2 separate regions of the Rattus norvegicus genome follow, and region 1 is linked to region 2. A link is a contact called in public Hi-C data. All regions are on one chromosome and are shown on one strand. The core of a region is the stretch at or near the end of the contact, and the rest is flanking DNA. Distances in the headings are between cores, read along the strand shown. Region 1 holds the start of Eef1a2 (eukaryotic translation elongation factor 1 alpha 2). Region 2 overlaps Kcnq2 (potassium voltage-gated channel subfamily Q member 2).

Region 1 (5,598 bases), core at 2,534-5,033, 42 kb after region 2:
GACTCTTCCACCAGGCCCTGAGTCAAAGAGGCCCAGACTGGCCATCAACTCCACTACCAACAGGGTCTAGTCCTTGGATGAGTCATTGATCCTCTCTGGTTTGTCCTCTCTGCCTGTGATTGTCTGACTGCTTTTCTACCCACATGTCACCGTCTCTATTGTGGGCTCTCCTATAAAAATCTGTCTGTGAAGGATATGCCTACATTTCTCCCTCTGTCTGTCTGCTGACCCCAGCAGTGGTGAGGTAACCCTCTTGGCACACCATCTAGCTGACATGAAAGCACTGACTCAGTTCTTGAGGGACTCAGCCTAACGGGATGGAGATGCCATGGGCGGGGCTCTGTCAAGGCAGGAAGTACAAGAGATACTGACACCTCAAGAGAGCTGTTGGGCCCTAAGTCACTGAGCTAGGTGCCCTCCTGCACGCACCTGGGATGTGCCAGTAATCATGTTCTTGATGAAGTCCCGGTGGCCTGGAGCATCAATGATGGTGATGTAGTACTTGGTGGTCTCAAACTTCCAGAGGGAGATGTCGATGGTGATGCCGCGCTCCCGCTCTGCCTTCAGCTTGTCCAGCACCCAGGCATATTTAAAGGAGCCCTTCCCCATCTGGAAGGGTAGGGGCACAACTCAGGATAGGACACAGGACTTTGGGGTCGCATCCACCTACTACGCCTGTCCTGGCCCCAGGGAGCAACCATGAGAGGTTGACAGTTGGCTTAAAGTGCCTCGAACGGAGGACCTCTGTCCCATCTCTCCGGTGCTGTTCCTCAAACCCTGCTGTGCCTCACCTGAGGCCGCCCAGATCAACCAGCCCCACCCTTGCTCCCCTCCTAAATGGCTGTGAACACGCAAGTCCCCCAGCAGAGGGCGTGAGTGTCTGGGAGTTGCCAAACTATCCTTGCCACCTGAGGCTAAGGCTCTACACCCAATTAGAGGTCAATTATCTCATTAGGTTTGGGGCTGTGAAAAACAAAACAAGTCTCAAGTTATTTTTTAAGGGAAATTTTAAACATGAGTAAGTTGCTCAAGGTTTTGAGAAAAGTCTGGTTCCAGATCTTCCTGTAGTGGATGAATTCTTCTAACTCTGAGACATCTCCCCTCCCCAGTTCCACCAAAATAGGAGAAGTAGGAGTAGCCCTACCAAGAGCAAGGCTGGCTGCTTTTTGGAAACTTGTGCCAGGGTCAGACTCCTGGTGAGACTCCTACAGCCTGGACCAGAGCTGTGGTCATCGATGCTCAACTGAACATAGCTCCCTACCAGAATTTCAAATGACATGCTTCTGCATTCCACGGATGATGCCCAGCCTGGAGGGGCTGGCTATTCAGACAGAACCAGACAAAACCCAGCTGGGACCTGACCCAAGTGACCTTCAAACCCTCAAATCCCTCCTACCTCCTCCCCCTAAAATCACACCCTCTAAAAGGTAAAAAGCATCAGGCCTAGACACACAGAATTGTGGCTCAAAGTCCCATATACACACTGGAGCAAGAGCTCTGCATAGATAGTTAATGTCCTCAGGCCTGCCTTAGCTCTTATGCAGGAGCCAGCCCTTCTCAGAATGAGCAGGGGTAGGGGCAGAGAAGAGAATCCAGTTACAATCACTGCTCTTTCGTAGGTCTCAACCAGGAACAGGTTAGCAAGATCCCCCCTACTCCAGGTATCATCCTAGATCAGCAACCCTCCTCAGCTTATCTGGAGAAAGTGGAGCTGGCAAGCCTGCTGCCCATCAATCAACTATTAATAGCATCCTTGAGCCCTGGCTGTTGGAAGACAAGTGAGGGCAGCACCACATTCAGCCCAGTTTCAGTCCTGGGGAGCAAGAGGATAAGGCTTGAAGGGCCCCCTGGCACTGGCCCACCGAGGCCAAGAGTGAAGAGTCTTATAATGGACCTGGGGAGGGCACAAATTCCCCCTCCCTCAGTATGAGACAGATCTAGCAACATTCTCAGGAGACTGCTCTGTTTACCTACCCATATCCCCTTGCACTGAAGGAGGTAAACTGGGCAATGAAAGAAAGCACCAGGCCCCCAGGTCCTCACCTCTGCTGCCTCCTTCTCAAACTTCTCGATGGTCCGCTTGTCGATGCCGCCACATTTGTAGATGAGATGGCCTGTCGTGGTAGACTTGCCTGAGTCCACGTGGCCAATGACCACAATGTTGATGTGTGTCTTCTCCTTGCCCATTCTGCCTGAGTGAGGGACGGGCTGGCACTGTGGGGGCTCTGGCTCTGGGTTGAGGGTATTTGCTGGGCAGGAACTCTGTGGGGCCAGGGACAAGAGAAACAGGTGACTAGGGGGCCCTAAGAGAGCCCAGCAGAGATACCCACACCATTGCATTGTTTGGGAGCTCTTTTCCTGACCCAGTCTTCACCTGAGCCTGGATAGGGAAGAATGACACCCTCCACCCCCAAACCCTTGTCCTAAACGTGTCCAGACACATTGCATTCATAAGTCACCTGTTTCTCTACCCTATACCTTAACCCAAATGGTTCGTTAGTGTGTAAGTGTTTGGAGAGTTGATTTGGAGGAAAGTTCCTTAAGGAAGGGTTAATCCTGTCTGGACATCACAGAGCAGCAGACTGAGTGAGCCCCTGGAGCAGCCAGGAGCCCTGTGATGAGTCACTGTGCCCAGCTCTACAGTGCGCTGTCCTCCCTGTCCTCGATGCCTCCACCCCCCTCCTTCACACACACACACACACACACACACACACACACACACACACACCCCAGGGATGGACACTGCCCTACCCCCATCTGCTGCCACCATGAAGAGAAGGCCAGCACTCCTCAGCCCCTCCTCAGGCAAGGGCGCCATCTTCCTCCCTCTGCCCACAGGCTGGCTGAGGAGACAGCTGGATGGTGCCCAGGCATAGGCCCAGAATAGCTCAGGCCCTCCCCACAGGCAGGGGGCAGCCATCAGGGCCGAGAGGTAAGTGCCCTGTTCTAGCCAGAAGAATAAAAATCCCACCTGGCCCAGCTAAGCAAGTGCCCTCAGAGATGCCCCGACCCTCTCCCCTACCATCTGGTCCAGGCCCTGGGTCTTAGTACCTGCGCATCTTAGAGGTCAACCAAGAATCTCGGGCCTGGTGGGATGGGGGTGCATCCTAGGGTGGTAGCCACCGTAGAACGTGAATAGGGGTCCTCAGGTTTCACTACCATCACCACCCCCCGCCCTACTCTGACAAATCACGAACATCCTCAGAGCCCCAAACCACCATGCCAGCACCTGCAACGATCGGCCTCGCAGAACCCCCGGCAAGCCCCAAGGTCACAGTGACAGCATGATGATTTCAGGAGAAACATCCCCCTCCCTAACCCCTGTCACCAAGTATACAATCACCTAAGGGACTTACTACCCGACTGCCACGGGGACCCCACCATGCCCTGTCTAGAGACACCCCCTCCCAGCCCAGAGGTGCAGCCCAGCTAGGTGCCGCATGTCCCCCTCTACCTCAGGACGGGTTCACAGGAAGGCGAACCCTGGTTGGAAACCTAATCAAGGGTCTCAGACCGGGTTGTGCGTCCTTACCCAGAGCCGAGGTCTCAGTCAGAGGGACTGGTGGCGCTGGCGCCGGCGGTTTTATCTCTCTAGGAGGGGGTCCACCTATTGACGGTGCCGGCGCAATGCACTGCGCCCCTGCAGTACGGCAATGCGGTACCGGAGGGGGGAGGCGGGCGCCGGGAGGCTGGCAGATGGGGTGCGAACGATGCGCGGACGCAGGGGCCGCGCACCCACGGACGCCGGCCGGCGTAACGAGGATCCGAGAGGACGCAGCTGCAGAGATGTACCCGAGCGAGGGAGAGAACCACCGAGCGAGAGCACAGACCAGGAGAGAAAAACAGGCAAAAGGGCGGTGCAGCGCTCAGAGGTGGGGGCAGGGAAACAGAGCCAGGAAAGGAGGGGCAGGGATGGAGAGAGGCGAAAGAAGCAGTAGAAAGAACTGGAGTAGCAGAGACAGTGGTTGCTTGAAAGCAGGGGGAAAAAAAGGTACATCCAACATAAAAATGTCCCCAGGAAAATGGAACACAAAACAGGGAACCAGCAAGTAGACCCAGGAGAAGAGGTCCAAGCCTAGGTCAAGATCCCTGCAAGCCCTGATTGTGGCCATCCATTGCTGGCCCTGCTCATGGTTGAGTCCCAATGAACATGAAGCTCAATTTCCAGAGGTTTTCCATGATGCCCTACCCCCGGGACAGGTGCTTATTTCACATAGACCCTACATGACAGGTCCTTGAGGCCATCAGCAAGTCTAGCCCGGATCCAACCTTCTTAGGAAGCTCTGGAAAGAGGTTTTTTATACCTATTCCCTTAGGTATAGGGAATTTATGAAACCCATTCTCAAAGTCAAGGCATACTCCTGATTGCATTTCTGGTCAGACGGTCTTAGCTAAGGCCACTAAGAACATCCAGAGTTCAGACCCCCCCAAACTCCTTCAGGCCCCATGGGTAGGAACTAGAGAGCCCCTGAGGTTTCTAGGAAGATTAGGATATCCAAAACTGGCCTTAAGGGGGTTGTGGCCACCATGTGTCGTCACCAAGGACTTCTTCAGAGATGCCTATCATTTGACCCAGACATTCCTGTTTTCCAATGCTGCCACCTGTCCCTACCCACCCAATCTTTGTCATTGCAGGTAGGAAGCAGGTAGGAAGAAGGTAGGAAGCAAAGGTTCCTTGAGTATGCTGAATAACAGCAGGCCTGTGCCTATCTAGACATAGAAGACCGGGGTCAGGGCCCAGCACCAACTACTGAGGCAGCCCCCGTGAGGGGCCCTGGAGATGGGTGACCAATTAGGGCAGCTATCAGCTATGAGGAGAGAGTAAGGTGAAGCCTGAGGGTCTGTCTGGCAGAGGGCAGGCAGAGACTAGGCAGGCCTCTCGGATGACCTGGCAATTTTGAAGACTGCTGAGGCCGTCGACTGGGAGCCAGGAATTAAAAATAAATGCCGGGCAAGATATTAGCATTTACCCCACCCACTTGTCCGACTCATCTGTCCCCGGAATGCCTTCCTTCTTACACAGAGACGACCAGGCCTGGTTTAAGATTCAGGAGGCAGAGTGGGCTCAATAAAGAGATCCATCACCCAGAATCTTTGTGACTAGCTACCTTCCCTTTAGTTTTGGAGTCTTCTTCAGACACCCTTTCTCTACATAGTCTCTCTCTGTGTACGGCAGGGAGGCAGAGCCAGCAAGACCCAAGGCCAGGAGTTTACCCATCTAGAGGACTGACCCTTGATGACCAGAGGTCATGTTCTGCCTGAAACACCTATACGTTGACCTAGGGGAGGCAGGCCAAAAATACCTCCCTGTCATTGGGATATACGTTGCCTTCACTGCAAATCCCTGAAGGCTTTGTCGGTATGAGAGACCCTGGGAATATGCAGAAAGCAAATCTTTAAGAGGTATCACTGTTGATCAATAACATTCTCAGCCCACTGATAGCCTTGTGGCCAGCAGTTCCCAGGAGCCACTAACCCAGCAGGGCTAAGTAATGGCCAGATACCCAGTAGCCCCAGCAGCAGAGCCTGCACGTATCTCCCAAGTTCGGTGTTGGGACTGAATCTTCAGGAAGTAATGCTGGGATGGGACTTTCTAGG
Region 2 (5,681 bases), core at 1,229-3,728:
AAGGGGCAGGGTGTACATCCTTAAGATAGCAGTAATCAGAGGATGTGGAGGAGGAAGGAATGGTGACCGGTGACCAGGACTTACCAGACCCCACCAGAGTGCATCCGCGTAGGTGTCGAAGTGGTCATTCTCACCCTTTTCTGCCAAGTACACCAGAAACGAGGCCAGGATGAGGCAGAGGAAGCCAATGTACCACGCAGTCACCAGCTCCTGCAAAGGCAGGAAGCCACATCATTTTCCCATTCAGGCCAGCCTGGAAGCCCAGCATGGGAGCCCTGCCCTCAACTGTGCAGCTCAAGAGACTCGGAGGATGGAGTCCCCTCCTGATGCCAGCAAGGTACATCTAGAGTAGACACTGGTCAGGGTTGACAACAGGGCTTTGTCCTGAATACTGAAGAGTGACTGCTGGCTGTACAATGCAACTTTCAACGGACTGTTTTAGACCTGCGAGCAGAGCATCCAGCAGCCCTTTGAACACCCTGTCCGTGGCTGGGTGAAGCATATACCCCACACACAGCAGCTGGGGTCCCAACACTGTGGAGATATCCCCAAGAAGGGGTGCAAGCCTCAATGGGCATATACTCAGTTCCCAACACTGGGTGTGCAGTGTAGAGGGGGGAGAGAGACCAGGCCCCCAGGGAGCTCAGCTTCCCCAGAGCCCAGTGCCTGACCCCACACGATTATGGCTGACAAAAATAAAAGAGGGCCCAGGCAGGATAGAGAGCATTTGAGTCAATGAGAACAAAGGTCCCATAGTACAACCTGGCAGAAACCAGGTCTTGGCCACTGAGGATTCCTTCAACACAGAATGTGTACCCACAGTCACGCCATGAGTACCCTGGTCAGCAGCCGCCACAAGCCACAACTTAAACAACCCCTAAGCAGGTGATTCAGGCAGAGTATCTATCGATCCAGGCCCTCAGAACCAGGGAGGGAAATTGCTCAGCTACAGGGGTTGCCAGCTAACAGGAAGGATCGCTCACACTAAGAATAGAAAACAGCGGGGCTGGGGATTTAGCTCAGTGGTAGAGCGCTTACCTAGGAAGCGCAAGGCCCTGGGTTCGGTCCCCAGCTCCGAAAAAAAAAAAAAGAACCAAAAAAAAAGAATAGAAAACAGCTTCTAAGGACAGGTGAGAAAGACAGTCAGCCGTGGGATAAAAGGAGAGGCTCCTTTATATCTTGCCAGGTCCGTGACTGCATCAATGCTGAGCAGCCTGGAGCCTTGAGGTTATGGAAAACAGCAAGGCCCAGGCTGGGCCAGGGCTGCTCACCTTGCTGTGAGCGTAGACCACCGATCCCAGGAGCTTCCAGGTGCCGCCCCTCCGGTCCATACGGATCATCCGTAAGATTTGTAAGAACCGCAAGCTCCGAAGTGCAGATGTGGCAAAGACATTGCCCTGGGAGCCAGCAGCCAGCACAGCAATGGAGGCAATCAGCACCATGATGTCTGTGGGAGACAGGCACAGATCACAGCATCTCCTCCCCAGGGCCCCCAGAGGAGGACTCAATGACCCCTTAGACATGCAAGGGCATGTGGGGCCCTGGGAAGGGTGGTTTTCAGTGCCCACCCTGCCTACCTGTGATCTCCAGGAGAGACTGCCCAGCAATTTGTCCCCCTCCCAACTCCTAGGCCCTGCTAGCCATGGCCTCCAGTTCCAAGTCAGTGATAAGAAGGAACTTCCAGAAGACCCTACCCTCTCACTTAGCCCGTTGTGGCCAAGACAAAAGCAACTCCTTCCCCAGACCCAACTCTGGTGGCCATGTCCACCAGGCCTCACCGATCACACAGAATGGCTTCCTGGCAAACTTGAGCCGGCCCCTCCAGCCTCGATACCGGCAGCAGCAGCCTGCAGCCCAGATTCTCACAAAGTACTCAACACCGAATACCACGATGGTCACGATTTCCTGGGAGGTGAGAAGAACACGGATGAAGACACGACCAGGCTTTAGGAGGGCTACCTCTATCCTACAATGACACTTTTGGGACAGGGATGGCTAAAGCCCCAGGGATCAGAAGCTAGAAATCAGAGCTTCAGGCTTAGCTCAAGCCCCACAGGGCACCTAGCTCATGTCAGCCAGGATTGAATCCCTGCTAGAAACAGATCCTCCAGGGACTTACTGTTGCCAGCAAGTCCTGGCCTGTAGACCACCAAAGGAACCCCCTTCCTGCCTCCCTTCTGAGCTGGAGTGGGAGGCTCTAGTGCCATTGTGAGGGGTGGGCACAACAGGGCTGAGCTGAGAGAGTTCGCAGCCATACCAAAGGGAGAATAGGTTCCTCTAGAATTCAGGCAGCTCCAGGGCAGTGGGGCAAAGTGGGTGGAAAAGCACTCTAGTGGGATCATTCTTGAAGGGCCACCTCCGTTACCAATGGCAACAGAGAAATTACGATCCTGTTTCCATGACACCCACCCCTGTCCCGTCACAGGGTTTATGCGAGTGAGCATCATGGCCTCCCACCCCTTCACCCACATCTTCTGGGAAGCACCACACACTTCAGCGGGGGCATCTGAGTACTGAGGCTCCAGAGAGCAGGGCGGAAAGGGGGGGGGGGGATGGTGAGAACCTCGGGATGTTGTAATACCACCTCTAGGGACTAGGAGGCTGGGAAGGGGCTTGAGGTCTACACCACAATGCTGGGAGCAACAGTGGCTGTGTATGCAAGAAAGAACACTAACTGCTCTGGAGGAGAACGTGTACACAGAAGTCCTGGCTCACTAGACGATCAGGGTTGAACCAGAGGTCCAGGGCTTGGAAGGCAGGCCGTGCTGCATGCAGAGGCCCATTTCCCAGCCTTCAGGCCTCTCCCCATGCCCTACCCAAGAATGGGGCTTACCAAGATGTAGAGGGCCCCCTCGGAACTCTTCTCATACTCCTTGATGGTGGAAAACACGGAAAGCACAAGGCAGGAGAAGACTAAAAGAAACCTGCAGGAGGCGAGAGAAACCTGCAGTCAGTGGGCAGGCAGTTGTCAGTGCAACCTCTGTCTATTAGCTAGCACGATGAGACCTTATCGGGTCCTCTGAGCACAGCAGGGGGCCAGTCCGCACCTGCTTCCTGCTACCCAAGACTCCAGAATCACACCAATTGCTGACCAGGCTCCTCTGTGCGGCAGAAACAATAAAAGAACCAACTCCACACTGCTTGCCCTACAGAGGGTAAATATTGATTCTTTTTCCTGGTATACAACAATTCCTCCCTAGGTTCAGAGACAGAAAATTTTTCTTCCAGCTAGATCGGGTGCTGAACAAGAACTTCTCAGATCATTTTTCTGGCCTTTCCCTAGCTGCCACAGTGTTTCCATTTCTCCTTCTTTATAAGCTCTGATGATTCCTTCCTTCCTTCCTTCCTGTCTGTCTATCTATCTATCTTTATCTCTCATAATTTATTATTATTATTATTATTATTATTATTATTATTATTATTATTATTATTACCTGACCCTTCTTGACCTGCCAAAATTCTCCTGCAAGATCTCTGCCCCTTCCGTGGCTATTTGCATCCTCTGACAAGTGGGATTCCTTCTCCCTTACTCTACCCCAGAGCTCTACAGAGGACAGGTGCCATAGTCCTTCCACAGGAATCTAGCTTGTGGCCTTTGATAAGGGGCACACCAAGTGCCCCTTAACACGTGCCTAAACACGATAGGCAGTATAACAGGAATACTGCCTGCTGAAGACCACCACATCTGCAACTTATCCTGGGAGACTGGAGAAACTGCAGTTAAAACATAAGAGGCAGACTCTAGGCAGACTCCAAAACAAATGAGGCCCACACGTGGACATGGGGTGTGCACATGTCAGGAGCCCACTGGCTCTTAGGCCGTTCGAGTGTTATTAACACTTTTCTGAAGATGACAGCCTGTCGCACGAAACAGGCACATCAAACACAGTCATTGGGTCCTATGCGTGAAACAAGCCTGGCCACAAGGCACCCAGAAGAACTTCACGTTTGCCTGAACCACAAGCGTTCTTGCTCAAGGAGTTGCTTGTGCCCGCCCCCACCTGCCAGCAGTCACGTTATCTTCGAAACCCAGGCATCCATTCACGCACACAGCACATGACAACAATAATGGTGATGACTATGATGGGAAGCTACCATGCTCCTGCTTGGGCCTTAGAGTCCATCATGAGTCCCACCCTCAGGCAAAAGAGAGTCTAAGGGGTCAGGCTGCCTCCACACAATTCTCCCTCTTCACCTAATGTGTGGAACTGACCACTGTCCCCGCCAGTTAGGTCACTATTTCCCTCTTGCTGTTCTCTGATGGCCTCTGCTGCAGGCTCAGGGTATTGTCTCTGAGACCATGCCCCCTTTCTAGTCCAGGGCTCAGGGGTGCTTATGGGTAAAAGCTGATGCCAGCTGAGCACTCGAATCCAGCTGTGGCCGCACCTCTAGAGCTGCAGATGATGAAGCCCATTATTGCTGAAGATGATGCATTTGGATTCTGCCCCTGCATATTCGAGACCCCTGACTTTTCTAGCCTGTGGGTGGCTGAGGGCCAGAATAGGTCTTGCTCCAAGCTCACCTCTCACCATAACGGGTGCTGTGTCTACTTTCTACCTGGCCCCGGCCCCTCCCTTTCAGACAAGCCGCAGTGAATGAGACATAAGGAGGAAAACAAGGAGCTAGGGATCCTATTTAGTTGGCAGAGTACATGCCTAGAATACTCAATTTCCTGAATTTAGCAGCCAGCAGAGAATACACTTATCATCCCAGCACTCAGGAGGTAGAGGCAGGAGAACCAGGAACCCCCAAAGCTGGGCTCCACATCCTGAGAGGACAGCGCACAGTGAGCAGGTCCAGTAGCCCGCTGTCTGGGTGAAAAGACCAGGGTCACCAGTCTGGCAGCCTTAGACCCTCAAGGTCCAGGTTTCACATTCCCAAAGTAGAACTGGCCTATCAGGAAGGTAACAGCAGTGCAAGCAGTCCACTGATGGAGCCTGGTATATACCAGAGATTATGTCCATCCTGTGCTATCAGTAGGCAGCCACCTAGTCACCTTAACCCAGAGCACCTGCTGCAGGTCTTACTCATAGATGCTTACTATCCTGTCCCCCCATTCGGCAGGCCTCTGTCACCACAGAGGACCCTGAGACCAATACCATCTCCACCCTCCATGATTTCAAGAACCCAGGCACTGTTGACAGTCACCTGTGCTACAGTTGCTGACTAAAGTGTCCATCCACCTGAAAACATAGCAACACCAAGACCTGTGCTTGGCTGGTGGGGAGTACTAGCACAGCCACACACTGATATACACAACTGACTTTCATGGGTAAGAAGGCTCAGCCAGATGCCTGGGAATCCTGGCTAACTTAGTGGTCAAAGGGGAACCTTTCCCCTGACTGGGTTGCCTTCTTTAGCCTCAACAGGAGAAGATGTGCTTAATCTTACTGCAACTTGATATGCCAAGGTGGGTTGATATTCATGGGAGATCTCCCTTTTCTGAGGAGAAAGGGAGGAGGAGTGGATGGGAGGAAGGGAAGGTGAGAGGAAAGGACTGGAGGAGAGGAGGAAGGGGAAGCTGCAATCAGGATGTGATGTAAATAAATAAATTTTAGAAGAAGAAGAGGAGGAGTAGAAGAAAGAAAGAAAGAAAGAAAGAAAGAAAGAAAGAAAGAAAGAAAGAAAGAAAATGTCACTCCATTACCCAACACTGACCCCACCAACACCCACCTAGGACC

Evidence for each region. A called contact is a pair of places that touch in the nucleus more often than the background predicts.
Region 1: a Hi-C map of prefrontal cortex shows a contact between it and region 2, with 2.0 times the contacts expected there. The contact joins the promoter of Eef1a2 here to the enhancer-like site in region 2. A contact is called at or near these places in 3 of 12 Hi-C or Micro-C datasets (frontal cortex, liver and prefrontal cortex).

What each region holds. Positions count from the first base shown.
Region 1 is chr3:188,648,850-188,654,447 of GRCr8, forward strand. It overlaps Eef1a2 (eukaryotic translation elongation factor 1 alpha 2), which reads right to left and starts at 3,784. Exons shown (of 8, transcript NM_012660.2): 1 at 3,533-3,784; 2 at 2,044-2,262; 3 at 430-609. The coding sequence starts at 2,187.
Region 2 is chr3:188,608,288-188,613,968 of GRCr8, forward strand. Kcnq2 (potassium voltage-gated channel subfamily Q member 2) reads right to left here. Exons shown (of 16, transcript NM_133322.2): 2 at 2,834-2,924; 3 at 1,779-1,905; 4 at 1,272-1,447; 5 at 85-210. Among named protein-coding and RNA genes, the nearest start is that of Kcnq2, 20 kb to the right of the region's middle. Within about 2 kb of position 2,479, at least 15 of the 93 cell types and tissues checked have an H3K27ac peak or open chromatin away from gene starts, as enhancers often do. A contact at or near this core is called in prefrontal cortex, where this site is marked.